2 separate regions of the Astyanax mexicanus genome follow, and region 1 is linked to region 2. Evidence: chromatin contacts called from public Hi-C data. All regions are on one chromosome and are shown on one strand. The core of a region is the stretch at or near the end of the contact, and the rest is flanking DNA. Distances in the headings are between cores, read along the strand shown.

Region 1 (6,113 bases), core at 7-2,506, 61 kb after region 2:
TTTGCATTTCTTTTGAGGGAGAGAGAAATTAATTTGTGAATATGAAAAGCAGATGGAATGCTCACTCTGGAATGTTAATGAGCAGCAATTCTCCCGGGACGCTCGGTCACTGAAGCAAGTCTCAAACACGCCCACTTGTTTTTGTTCAGTGTAAGGGACACTGGGCATGTCCTGTGCATCAAAAGTTTGGACACATTGCAGCATTAGCATTGTGTTTTTGGTTAATAATTTATTTTGAAGACACAAGTCTTTAGTCAGTTCCTTGTTAAATAAACCAGAATGTGTTTTATACTATTATGCTTTGATGGCATGTCATGATAGCTATTATTGGTTGATGTAATATTTGACAATCAAAATAATTCGAATGAACATAAAATTTAATATATTTTTTACAAACTGGTAAACTATTTGTAAAAGTCTAAGATAGTAGTAACCTTACAGTTTGTTAGACGCCTTAGCGTTTATTTGCTTACCAAAAGGTTTTCTGTGTTTCTCTTTGTAAATACATTTATATTTATTAATTTTATTAATTATTATTAATAGTCGAAAAAGTGGCAAACTGAAAAAAAATTATCTTTAAAATCTTAAATTCCGGTAATTGTCCTGTAAACATCTGCAGTCAAACCAGACCATGTTTTATTTAACCTGGACTGAGACCACCTCTTTTGGTCTAATTTATCCCACTGACATACAGATAATAGCCTAATTATGCAGTTGCACTCTTTAATAGAGCAGTAAACTTTTGATAATTAATGGAATTCAGACAGTGCAATTTGAATATTTTGGTACTTTTGCACACTGCCTTTTGGGTTCGGATCAAACTAAAAAGGCCAAAACTCCAGACCAAACACTTTAGGTGTGAAAGGAGTCTAAATGTATTAAGGCTAACTAGAAATAGTTTAGCTTTGTTTATCTTTGGTTTTCTCACAAATTTAGAACTTGTTTGTCCTGAGAATGTCCATAAACAAGCACACACACACACACACAAATTAGAGACATAATCGCAAACATCTGGCTCGAAACACACATCACTCATTCTTATCTTCTGTCTGTTTTGGTGTTTTCGCAGATCTCTCAGTCGTGCCAACCACTTCTGACAGCATCCACTCACAGCCTGCCAGCTCCTCCATCTCCTCCTCCTCCTCCCTCCACGCCTCTACCTCAGAGCCGCACCAGGAGGCCCCAGGACCCTCTGGAAGCTGTCCTGCTACGGCCCCTGACAGCACGCTGGAGGCCCAGGCCCACGGTGGGGCTCCAGGGCTCAGCACCACCTCTGCCACTGCCACCGAGGGTGAGAACAGTCTGCTGGAACTGGACACTCAGCTGTTTACAGCTGCCGGCTTCTTGGGCTTGATAGAAATGCACCAGAGCTCATTGCTCTTTCATTAAGTCAGACCTATTAACTTGATGATTTGGCCTAAAAACTAATGAACAGTTTTCCCCACACCAGTTTAACCCATTCATCACACACTTGCATTAAACTGAGTTAGAAAATAGGAGTAATGAATTTAATGCATGTTACAGAAATGCCACTTTCTGAACTTTATTGATGATGTCCTGTAAACTTGAAGTAAATTAAATAGTTGCATAATTTACTTTGCAAAGAAGAGGTCTTAAGTTCCCAAACACTGACAGCCAATCAGTGCTTTAGACTAGAGAGGTTTTTGCATGACATTGACTACTAACTGCATCAATATCATAAATATTCTCTTAGAGTAAAATTAAGCATCTTATTTTAAAATAATGTAAAAAGGAAAAAAACAAATATGCAAAAGAGTGAACATGTAAATAAAGTGCAATTATAATTCTGTAGTTCAGCAGAATGATGGTGAATGTATAAGGTGACCATAGCAATACTCCAAAGACCACTACATTTCCAACAATACCTCCAGCTTAAAATTACAATATTTACCATAATAGTGCATATGTGCATTGTACCCTAACATTTTGGCATGAATACTATACTGTATTTTAAATGAACACACAAGGAATCATGTAGTAACTTTTAAAAGTGTTAAACAAACCAAAATACGTTAACTTGCGGTTTACACTTTGATGAACTAACCCTGTTCCACAGAGATAACTTTTTTTTTTCCTGGGGCCGTCCTGATGAGGGCCAGTTTCATCATAACCTTTTTGCTTGTGTTTGTTATTAAAAGCCTAAGTCTTAAAGGACTATAAAATGGACTTTTGGGTGTAGTAAAACATGATAAAAAGTACTTACCTTTGAGAAATAGCCCACCTCCACTCTCCTACAGCTTTCTGAGATCCAGTAATTTTATGCTTTTTGCCCAGCACTCTGTACAACCCAGTACATCGCTTTTTACACCATTATCCAGCTCAAAGTAGCTCCACACCTCTTTGGTAGAATTCGGAGAGCTCCGACATTTAAAACGAGACATTAATAACTTTAAAAGTGTACACAAAGCTTATTAAAAAACCCTGTTTACATCGCATAGAGCTTCTTTGTAGCTCTGGGCGCCACCTTCACTGTACTGCTAATGACAGACATATATACATAGACTCCGCATAGCCGAGTCTAGCAGTACAGTGATGGCAACGCCCAGAGCTACAAAAAAGCGCTAGAAGATGTAAACAGTGATTTTTTTAATAAACTTTTTGTGCACTTTTACATTTATTAATGCCTAGATTTAAGTGTCAGGGCTCTCCGGATGCTTCCAAGGAGGTGTGGAGCTACTTTGAGCCTGGATAACAGTGTAAAAAGCAATTTGTGATAAGGCCGTTGTACAGAGTGCTGGGCAAAAAGCACAAAATTACTGTGTCTCAGAAAGCTGTGTGAGAGTTGAGGTGGGCTATTTAACAAAAGTAAGTACTTTTTATCATGTTTTACTACACCCAAAGTCCATTTTACACCAGTAATTAATCACAGTATAAAAACTACTAGCATTGACTCGATGCAGAATTAAGTATGAAGTAAATTCTATCTAAATCTAGTGATCTTAAAATCTTAATTACTGGCAGCAATTTTGAGCAATTCTCTGTGTTTAAGTACTTATGTATTTTATCTGTTTCTCCTCAGAAGACGGTAGGAGAGGTTCATCAAGTGAAAGTGGAGGTGTAGCGATGCCTCGGCTGCCGTCCTGCTGCCCACAGCACTCGCCCTGCAGTGGACCCTCCTCAGGGCATCTCTCCCTGGGTCACTCCCACTCAGGGTGCATGCAAGCTGGACCGACGCAGCAGCCTGGTTCACAGCAGCCCGCTGCTCCTCACTCCCACAGCCACTCGCACCACTTTCACCACCATCACCACCACACAGCTCCTACCCCCTCCTCTCTGGCCTTCCCTGAGCCCAGCTGCCCCCTGGAGCGGCCCACAGCCGTGCCTGCCCCCTGCGGTGCAGTCAGCAGCAGCAGCCAGTACCACGACCAGGTATCCCAGCACACATGTTTTTCTTTACGCCTTTAATTCACTCTAGTTGCTAAAATAATAAAGTTTAAAGAATTATGCAGGAATTGGTATTAGTTAGCATTTGGTAGCTTCTGGGCTTCTTCTGCACTGTGGGGAGTATTTCACTTTTACTTCACTGCTGTAAATACAAATCATGCTTTTAGTGCCCCCTTCATGGACCGCTGTGAACATGCATTTGTAAGCAAACCGAGAGATTCAGAGGCATTTGGACTGAGGTTTTTCTAAAAGGACCAAGAAATTAATTTGGTCAGTGCATTTACTGTGAAGCTCTTCCTTACTCTACCTCCAGTCTCGTCATGTCACGTATGCAGAGTTTGAGTTTCTGTTATTCATGATGTTATTGCAGCTCTTTCAATGTGTTTATCGTGAAAACTGATAATGTGGTTTTGATAAAAGTATGATATAATATTCAGCCCTAGTACAGTATGATTGCAAACATTTGTGTGTTTTTGTATGCAATATCAGTATCTCTATCTAATATGCAGTATCTGTATCTTTACTGATTAAAGCTATAGATGCATTTATTGTTCGCGGAGAGGGCTACCTAAATTTAGTCCATCAATAACTCTATAAGATGTGTTTATAAACTCCAGCAGCACCGCTGTTATCTGATCCACTTGTACCAGCAAAACACACACTAACACCTCATACACCACCACCATGCTTATCAGTGCTAAATATCTTAATAATTTATTTATGGGTTTCTTTATTAACATTGTTTAATTTATTTATTTATTGTCTGCAATAATTTACTTCCCAATTTTTTTTTCTGCATTCATTTATTTCCTGATTTATTTCTGTATTTCCTTGTCCTTATATGATAATGGAGTATGGGGGTGTCTTACATCGATCAACCAATAGGAATGCTAAGACACCGTGATATCATTGCTGGACAGCCCCTTCATTATAATATAAGGACAAGGAAAAATAGAAATAAATAAATGAGGAAATAAATGAATGCAGAAATAAATTGCTATGTAAATAAACAAATGAATCAAAATAAAAATTAAGCAATGTTAATGAAGAAACTCATAAATAATTTATTAAGATATTCATTTTTATGTATATGTATTTATTTTTATATTAATAATATATATATTTTTGCCATTTTAATCACCATATTTCTTTTATTGAGTGATTTACTTACGTTTTTATTTATTTATTTATTTAAAAATTTAGCAGTTTTGGTCCTCCATAACCTGAATCATGAACATGAGTATATTTGCCTTTTACTAAAGGCTTCCAGCACTGCCCCCTAGAGTTTTTGCATATACTGCACCTGTATGTGTCACATGTATGTGTCACAGCCTTCACATATACTCGATTGTGTAGTTAGCAGCAAGTTTATCTCTGGCCTTACAGGATGTTTACCGTTCAGCTCACACACAGAGAGGTTCTTGGTTATAAAAATATGTTTTTGTTTATCTTAATTTGCAGTAAAGCAAGCCGTGTATACACTCATAAAGCACATCTGAACTCCATTATACACTCTGAATGGAGGCATTTCTGTGGGATTAAATGGTAGAGGGCTGAATGTTCCGTGTTCTGTTGTCTGTAATATTTACTGTACGTTTTGTTTGAAATACTCACCATGTGCTCTCTTTTGAAACCAACAAAGACGTTGCTCCATTTGAAGTTGTAAAATGCCCTTCATGTTTAGATGATGAAAAGAAAAAAAACAAAGCAGTTTTGGATTTTTTTTTTTTTAAAGGTGGGGAGGAGGGGGAGGGAAACCGATGGCTTTTGTTTGAAGCCACCCTTTCAGCATAGCTGAGCTCTAAATAATTCACATGGAGCTAATTGCTGGAGCTGCTGAATTATATTAGAATCAAAGTTGAGTGCGTGCTTGTGTGTGTGTGTGTGCGTGCTTGTGTGTGTGTGTGTGTGTGTGTGTGCGCGTGCATGCTTGTGTGTGTGTGTGCGTGTGTGTGTGTGTGCGTGCGTGCGTGCTTGTGTGCGTGCGTGCTTGCGTGCTTGTGTGTGTGTGTTCAAGCTTGTGTGTGTGCGTGCTTGCTTATGTGTGTGTGCGTGCTTGTGTGTGTGTGAGCTTGTGTGTGCGCGCATGCTTGTGTGTGTGTGTGCGTGCTTGTATGTGTGTGTGCGTGCTTGTGTGTGTGCGTGCTTGTGTGTGCGTGTGTGTGTGTGTGTGCGTGCTTGTGTGTGTGTGTGCGTGCTTGTGTGTGTGTGTGCGTGCTTGTGTGTGTGTGTGCGTGCTTGTGTGTGTGTGTGTGTGCGTGCGTGCTTGTGTGTGTGTGTGCGTGCTTGTGTGTGTGTGTGCGTGCTTGTGTGTGTGTGTGCGTGCTTGTGTGTGTGTGTGTGTGCGTGCTTGTGTGTGTGTGTGCGTGCTTGTGTGTGTGTGTGCGTGCTTGTGTGTGTGTGTGCGTGCTTGTGTGTGTGTGTGCGTGCTTGTGTGTGTGTGTGCGTGCTTGTGTGTGTGTGTGCGTGTGCGTGCTTGTGTGTGTGTGTGCGTGTGCGTGCTTGTGTGTGTGTGTGCGTGCTTGTGTGTGTGTGTGCGTGCTTGTGTGTGTGTGTGCGTGCTTGTGTGTGTGTGCGTGCTTGTGTGTGTGTGCGTGCTTGTGTGTGTGTGTGTGCGTGCTTGTGTGTGTGTGTGTGCGTGCTTGTGTGTGTGCGTGCTTGTGTGTGTGTGTGTGCGTGCTTGTGTGTGTGCGTGCTTGTGTGTGTGA
Region 2 (6,637 bases), core at 1,732-4,231:
AAGCTCAAAGTTGAGCTCCCTGAGGATGATCATCTCCATTTCACGGATCTGGGGTTTTGTGAAGGCGTTATCTGTGATGTAGGCAAAGTCTCCGACCTCTGGAACAAACATCTCTTCATATTTGGAAGCAAGCAGCATGGCTGTGACCCCAGCTAGCTGCAGTTTCTTTCGAGACACTGGCTGGACCTGTGTACACAATATACGTGGAATTAGGTTGTGACCAGATTAGCAGCAGCGCATTGATGAGCACCAATTAATGGCAGATTCAATCCTCACCTGAAGGAATCGATCAAGGATGGCCACAGTCATGTACAGGGTCTCCTGAAGCAGCTGGAACCTGGAGTGCACCTGGATGAGCCAGTCAACCAGAAGAGCACGCATGCGCTCGTTGATCTCATAGCCATCCATGTACCTTGGTCTGATTGACTGCTGGGCCTGAAATAAACACAGGGGTCAGTGCACAGCCAAGAAACTTAAGTTGAGGGTAATAAATGCAAGATATTAACAGGATGCTCAATGGCATCATTACACCCATACTAGTAAGTGCTCATGACATGGGGCAAGTCAAAAAAGTTCCTTTAGCTGGCACTGAGTAGACAAACCTCAAGGCTTCGGAGGTACACGTAGATGTCCTTCACATATTCAGAACACAGCTGAGGAATTTCAGCATCTCCCTTGTCGATATCCTCAATTGGACAGAGCGCATCTGAAAAGGCCTGGCAGAGGTCATCTTCCTCCCTCATCGAGACATCAGCTTGGATTGGAGGAACAGCAGGAACTGGACGAGGGCAGACCTCTGGCACCACCGGAGCACGTTTAGGCTGCACAGCAGCTGGCTGAGCTGCAGACTTCAAGCCTTTCTGTAGGGATAAGGCACAACAGCAGGAGATGAGGGTTAAATGGTACTAAACTGGAGATACAGGAACAATCATTAGTTAATTAAAGCTGCAATGCAGGGAGACATAACAAAAGCACCATATCTACCATCATGCATGTGGTGCTCATTTATACCACCATGCCACTCAGTTCAGCTGAGAGCATAATATTAAGGGTACACAATCTGGTAGTGAAATTTCCCAAACTGTATTAAAATACCCAAATATAAAACTTGGATGTTCCCTGCAGCAGTGCATTGCAGGGTGTATGATAAAGCATTTATAAACCTCATTTCACACTTTGTAGAGAGAGTCCGTACACCGATAACCTGCCTTCTACTGAAAGCAGTTACAAGCTGTACAGAGCTACATTAGTAACAAGCTGAGCCACTTAAAGACTGTTTTCCTTAGTTTAATTGGTCACATGTGACTTGGTCAGCACTGCTGAGGTAAATTCATGAACAATTTGAAGGCTAAGGAAAGTGTGCCTTGTTGGGACACCTGCAAGGACATTAAATCAATTTAATAAAATAAATGAGGACAGGAGTTCTTAAATTGATCTATTGAATTGCAGGACAGTCCATAAACTGCAGAAAGTCCCCAAAACCAGGACCTTGTAAGAACCTGGTACTCAAACCTTTACCCAGATTCTATTCTTCAGCTTAAATTGTTAGTTTGGTTAAATCAAGCACTTCAGGAGTACAGAGAGCCGTTACCGTGGTCTTCACAGGTTTGTCAGCAAAGTTGGAAAGCTCACTCAGGACTGCCCGCCTTCCTCCAGCATTTGGAACTCCAGCCTTGCCACCCATTGGTGCTGGGTTCTCTGCATTGCAATACTGGAAAAAACAAAGCATATTTTTTAAAAATAAGGATACAAAAGGGTCCCCTAAAAACAAGTATACAGAGTCCTCCTCTACGCGATATAAACAACCAGCAAGTCTACCAAAGATTAGTGTCCAACAGCAGCTAGCCACTTCACCGTTGCAAGTCTTCAAAAGCCCTTGCATTTAATTTACCAAAAAGCAAAAAACACTTTGGCTACAGAGACAAAATTATGTCTTGTGCAAGACATTTGCAATAAAAATGTACACAGGCCCAAAGCAACATATAAGTTACTTGGGAGAAGCAGAGAGTGGCACCAATATAGAAACTACATAGAATAGAATTATAGAAAGTTCACAGCTCGGGATATTGTGAATATAACTTAAAGCAGATTGTAGTAATTTATTGTTTGCCATGTTAAATGGTAACTACACGCATGTTAACTACATCTCTTATTGCTTGTGTTTCAGATAAGCAGAATTAACCACAATCCAGTTAGCAAGAAAAACAAATTTGGTGTAACAAATTTTGAACAAAATGGTAGAAATCAAACGTATCATTAGATAAGCACAAAAGGACAATTAACTTACTTGAGCATTTGCAACCCTTGGAAAAGTGTTGCATATTTTCCTTTTCATGGCCCAATTTGAAAGTGATTGCATTTAAGTACTTTTACACTTAGTACAGGAAACCTTGCTAATTTCTTATTTCCTCCCATAATTTAGCCACTCATTTATTATCTTGTGTTGATACTTAACGTTTGACTAACTACAGCACACAAAAAAAAAAAAACTCTAGGTCAAGGTCCGTACTCGACTAAGCTATGTAAATGGCGGCCACGAGATGATAACACAGCAGGGAACTGTTGCGTTACCTAGCCAAGGTAGCTAGCTAACATCTAAACACTTGGCATTTCAGCTTAGAAAAAAGCCTGCAATTAACCCAAACTAAAACCACGTTACTCTATAAAACATCACGTTACTGGATTATTATAGTAAATAACCTTTATTTAACTCGTTAAAACAGAAAAGAACCCCCAGTTACTACAGTACCAACCACCGCAGCCAAACAAACACCATACAAACACAGATACACACTAATAAAACTACCATTAACACACTGAATAATACTCACAACAGCGCGCATATCCATGCCGGCAGGTTAAGGACTGTTTAAACTGTTTGTAAAAAGATTAAAAAGCTGAAATTCTCCGCTGATCTGCGCTTCAGTTCCGCTCTCCACCGCGTTAAAGCCCCGAAACTGTACAACACAAAGCCCAACACCGACCATTCAAATACCGCTCTCTGCGCTCTGATTGGCTACCAAGCGCTGCTGCTCGTGCTCTGATTGGACAGGGCGTTATTAAATACATACATGTCATTGGTTACCAAGCAGCACGTCTTGCTTACTGAATGATTGTGTCCACTGTCAAAATAAACGCGGTCGAAAATGTTGAGGAAAATATCTGCTTATATGTATTTTATATATATGATTCTAATTTCTCAATTTTATGATTTTACTTATTCTATTTCCCTTTGAATTGAGTGATCTGCCCTGTCTTCTATTATTTTAACTCGTACCTTATTTTTTATTTTCTTTTTTTTTTACTGCTGAATTATGTATATGCATTCCTTTTTTATATTCTGTTTTAATTCTGCACTTTAAGCTGCATGTATAATGTATGAAATGTGCTATAAACTATTAATTATTATTATTATCGTTGTTGCTGTTGTTTGTTTTTGTTGTTGTTGTTATTATTATTATTATTATTATTATTATTATTATTATTATTATTATTATTATTATTATTATTATTGTTATTATTCGATTTTCTTGTGCAAGATTCCTAAATAGGGATTTAAGCCTAGTCATAGACAATATTTTTCTGTTAATGGAAAATAACCATTCAAAATGCTGTGCTGTCCAAGACTAGGCTAACATTTACTTATCTTAATCAAATTTGCATTAGTTATACTTTATGCTTTGTCTTTACATCTATACTCTCTCTATTATATTAAAAAGGAAGTGTTTATATTTGCTGTATAATTTGATATTGGCTGTGAAACCTGACTGAAATAGGTCACGATCCAAGTATTTTGTTAAGATGATAGATAGATACTTTATTGATCCCCGAGGGGAAATTCTTAAATTCTTAACAGCTTATATATGAATTTGTAATCATTTAGCAACGCTGATTTTATATAATTGTACAGTTAATACATAATTCAAATGCATTTTAAATGAACATTTTTAATATTATTTAATTTATTTCCCTGGTCCATGCTTTTATTTCATTTGTTCTCTTTGTTGTTTTTGTTTCCTTGTTCCTTAAAAATGCTTTGAAGAGAGCTGGTTTATGAAGAGACGGCCCACTTTTTGTTTCCCCGTTCGATCAAAAATGACTGCAAACCACCGCTAGAGAAAGCCGCGAGCGAGCCCTCAAGTAATTAGGTACATGGAGCTAAACGCTAATAACTCAAATTTAAAATACCATTCAACTGATTTTACACGATATTTATTATATATATAGAAAGCAGACTGAAGTGTTTCATTTAAAAAAGCCAAAAATCCTTACCTGTATTTTTCTCTTTTTCTAAAGCAAACGGTTATTGAACAACAGAGACGCTAGCATTGCTTAGCATGAGTCTTAAGACTTTATAAATATAGTTTGAAAGTTTTAATAATTATGTCTGCGGTACTGAAATATCTGATATAGCTCTGTATTAATGAAATTTGTACATGTTCTCTATAAAAATGAACAAATACGTATATTTATAAACTCTGATTTTGCTCAGTTGCTCAATACGAACCTATTCATTTCAGACTCATCAGGTGGCCCACAAACCCTAGCAGTGGGTATTCTCCTCTTTAGAGACTCTCTGCTTTGATCTGAGCCGCCGTGCAGCACGTCTTGCTTACTGAATGATTTTGCAACCTTTCAAAATAAAAGCCGTCGAAAATCCGAGCTCAGTGCTTCACTGTTATCTTTGTTTAACTTATATTTGGGGTATCTTTTAACTCTGGCTGTGATTGAAAGAGGTGAGGATCAGCACGACTGTTAGCATTTTGCTAATTTATAATTCAAACAAAAAAAATAACAAATAAACATACGTTTTCTTTAAACTGCACATTCTTTGCGTAAAATTAAATGTTAGAATATTTTTCGTTTTTCTCATTTTGTTCTTTATGTTCTTTTATGTTCTTTTCGTTGATTTATGTTTCCTTATTCACTGTGAATACTACCAACATTTTATAATTTACATCTGGTAGGTAAATAAAATGTATTATTATTATTATTATTATTATTATTATTATTATTATTATTATTATTATTATTATTATTATTATTATTATTATATGCTACATATAATGCAACGTTTCTTTGCTGTGTGTGACTATAAAAGGAAGAACACCTTTTTATATTTCTAAATAAATTTTGGGTGTGATTATCCCACTAGAGGGCGCAAAAGAACTGATGTTGTAAGTGGGTTATAGCCTGGATTACAACACTGACCATTTAATTTACAGTCTATACAGTACATACTTATGTATGTGTGTGTGTATACATAAGTTTAAACAATGTTCTTTGCAAATGCTTTAAACAGAGCTGGTTTATGAAGAGACTGCCCACTTTTTGTTTCTCCATTACATATATAAATGACACACACACACACACACACACACACATACACTACATATATATACTACATATATATATATATATATATATATATATATATATATATATATATATATATATATATATACTTATGTTGATGCAATATTTTTCCATTTTAATACATTTGTTAAAATAAAAAAATATATATTTTCAGTTTGTCACTATGGGTTATAGGATGCAGAGGATTGATGGCGATATACTTATATTAGGCCTAGTATCTTTGGTATCCCTTGTTTTCGAGTGTTCAGCAGCAGCTAGTAGTGGTTCTCTGCAGGCTACCCAGCCAGTCTGTTTGATGCAGACGTGTGGCAAATTTCAGTAACCCATGACTGGTGGACTACATTTATGGTATTGTATCATTTCAAAAGGGAGTAAGGGTTAAGCAACAATAATTCAATTAATTATTGTTTATTATAATTTTATTGTCTATTATGATTTCCTGGTAACAGGGAGCTAAAGTTAACTATAGACTGACCCTGGGGCTGCGAGTGGTCCCACTATGATCAGAAGATCGAATCCTGTTCGTGTAGTTTGCCATCAGCTGCCGAAGCCCTGAGAGAGCACAATTGGCCGTGCCCTCTTCGGGTGGTTAGATGGCGCACTTTCCCCTCATCAGTCCTACTGTGATGTCGCTCAGCAGAAGGCTTCTGTGAGCTGATGTATCAGAACCGAGTCGCTGCGCTTTCCTCTGAGCGTGCTCTGATGCTACTCTGCAATGTTGCATCAGCAGCAGCTTAAAGAGAGGCTGAGTCTGACATTACATGTGTCGGAGGAGGCATGTTCTGGTCTTCAACCTCCTGGTGTGTTGTATCACTAGTGATAGGGGGAGTCCTAATGAGTGGGTTGGGTAATTGGCCGTGTAAATTGGAGAGAAAATTGGATTAAAATTAGAAATAAAATTTCAATAAAAAAAAAATATGGACTAATCTTTTGTTTGATTTATTTCAATCGGTTATTGACAGTCACGTGTGTTTACTACTGTAACATCACCATAGTTTAGGTAGTGTTACTTTTATAATGTTTGGAGATTTTAAAGCAATAAAACTGAAGAAACAGGAGTAAAGTGAGTAAAGATGATAAATACAACCTGATTTCAACAAGCTGAAATGCTATTTCTGCTGCATCCAGCCTTGCAATGATTCAATGTTGGATATTACAGATATTTACTTATTTAAAGTAGTAGTGTTTAAATCTCTAAATACTTCTAAAACTCTACTTTAAAACCCACCAACTTTTTTCCATTTCAACAGAAGCACCAAAA

The links. Hi-C and Micro-C count contacts between places; a contact is called where the count stands out from the background.
Region 1: a contact with region 2 is called in a Hi-C map of muscle, with 16 times the contacts expected there. The contact joins the enhancer-like site here to the promoter of ccnb2 in region 2. A contact is called at or near these places in 2 of 3 Hi-C or Micro-C datasets (both in muscle).

Annotation. Positions count from the first base shown.
Region 1 is chr23:31,039,900-31,046,012 of AstMex3_surface, forward strand. rnf111 (ring finger protein 111) reads left to right here. Exons shown (of 15, transcript XM_049471130.1): 5 at 1,070-1,291; 6 at 3,044-3,390. Among protein-coding and RNA genes, the nearest start is that of LOC111195059, 45 kb to the right of the region's middle. Within about 2 kb of position 1,257, the one cell type or tissue checked has an H3K27ac peak away from gene starts, as active enhancers do.
Region 2 is chr23:30,977,607-30,984,243 of AstMex3_surface, forward strand. It overlaps ccnb2 (cyclin B2), which reads right to left and starts at 2,982. Exons shown (of 8, transcript XM_015607226.3): 1 at 2,832-2,982; 2 at 1,592-1,711; 3 at 603-860; 4 at 277-435; 5 at 1-186. The coding sequence starts at 2,849.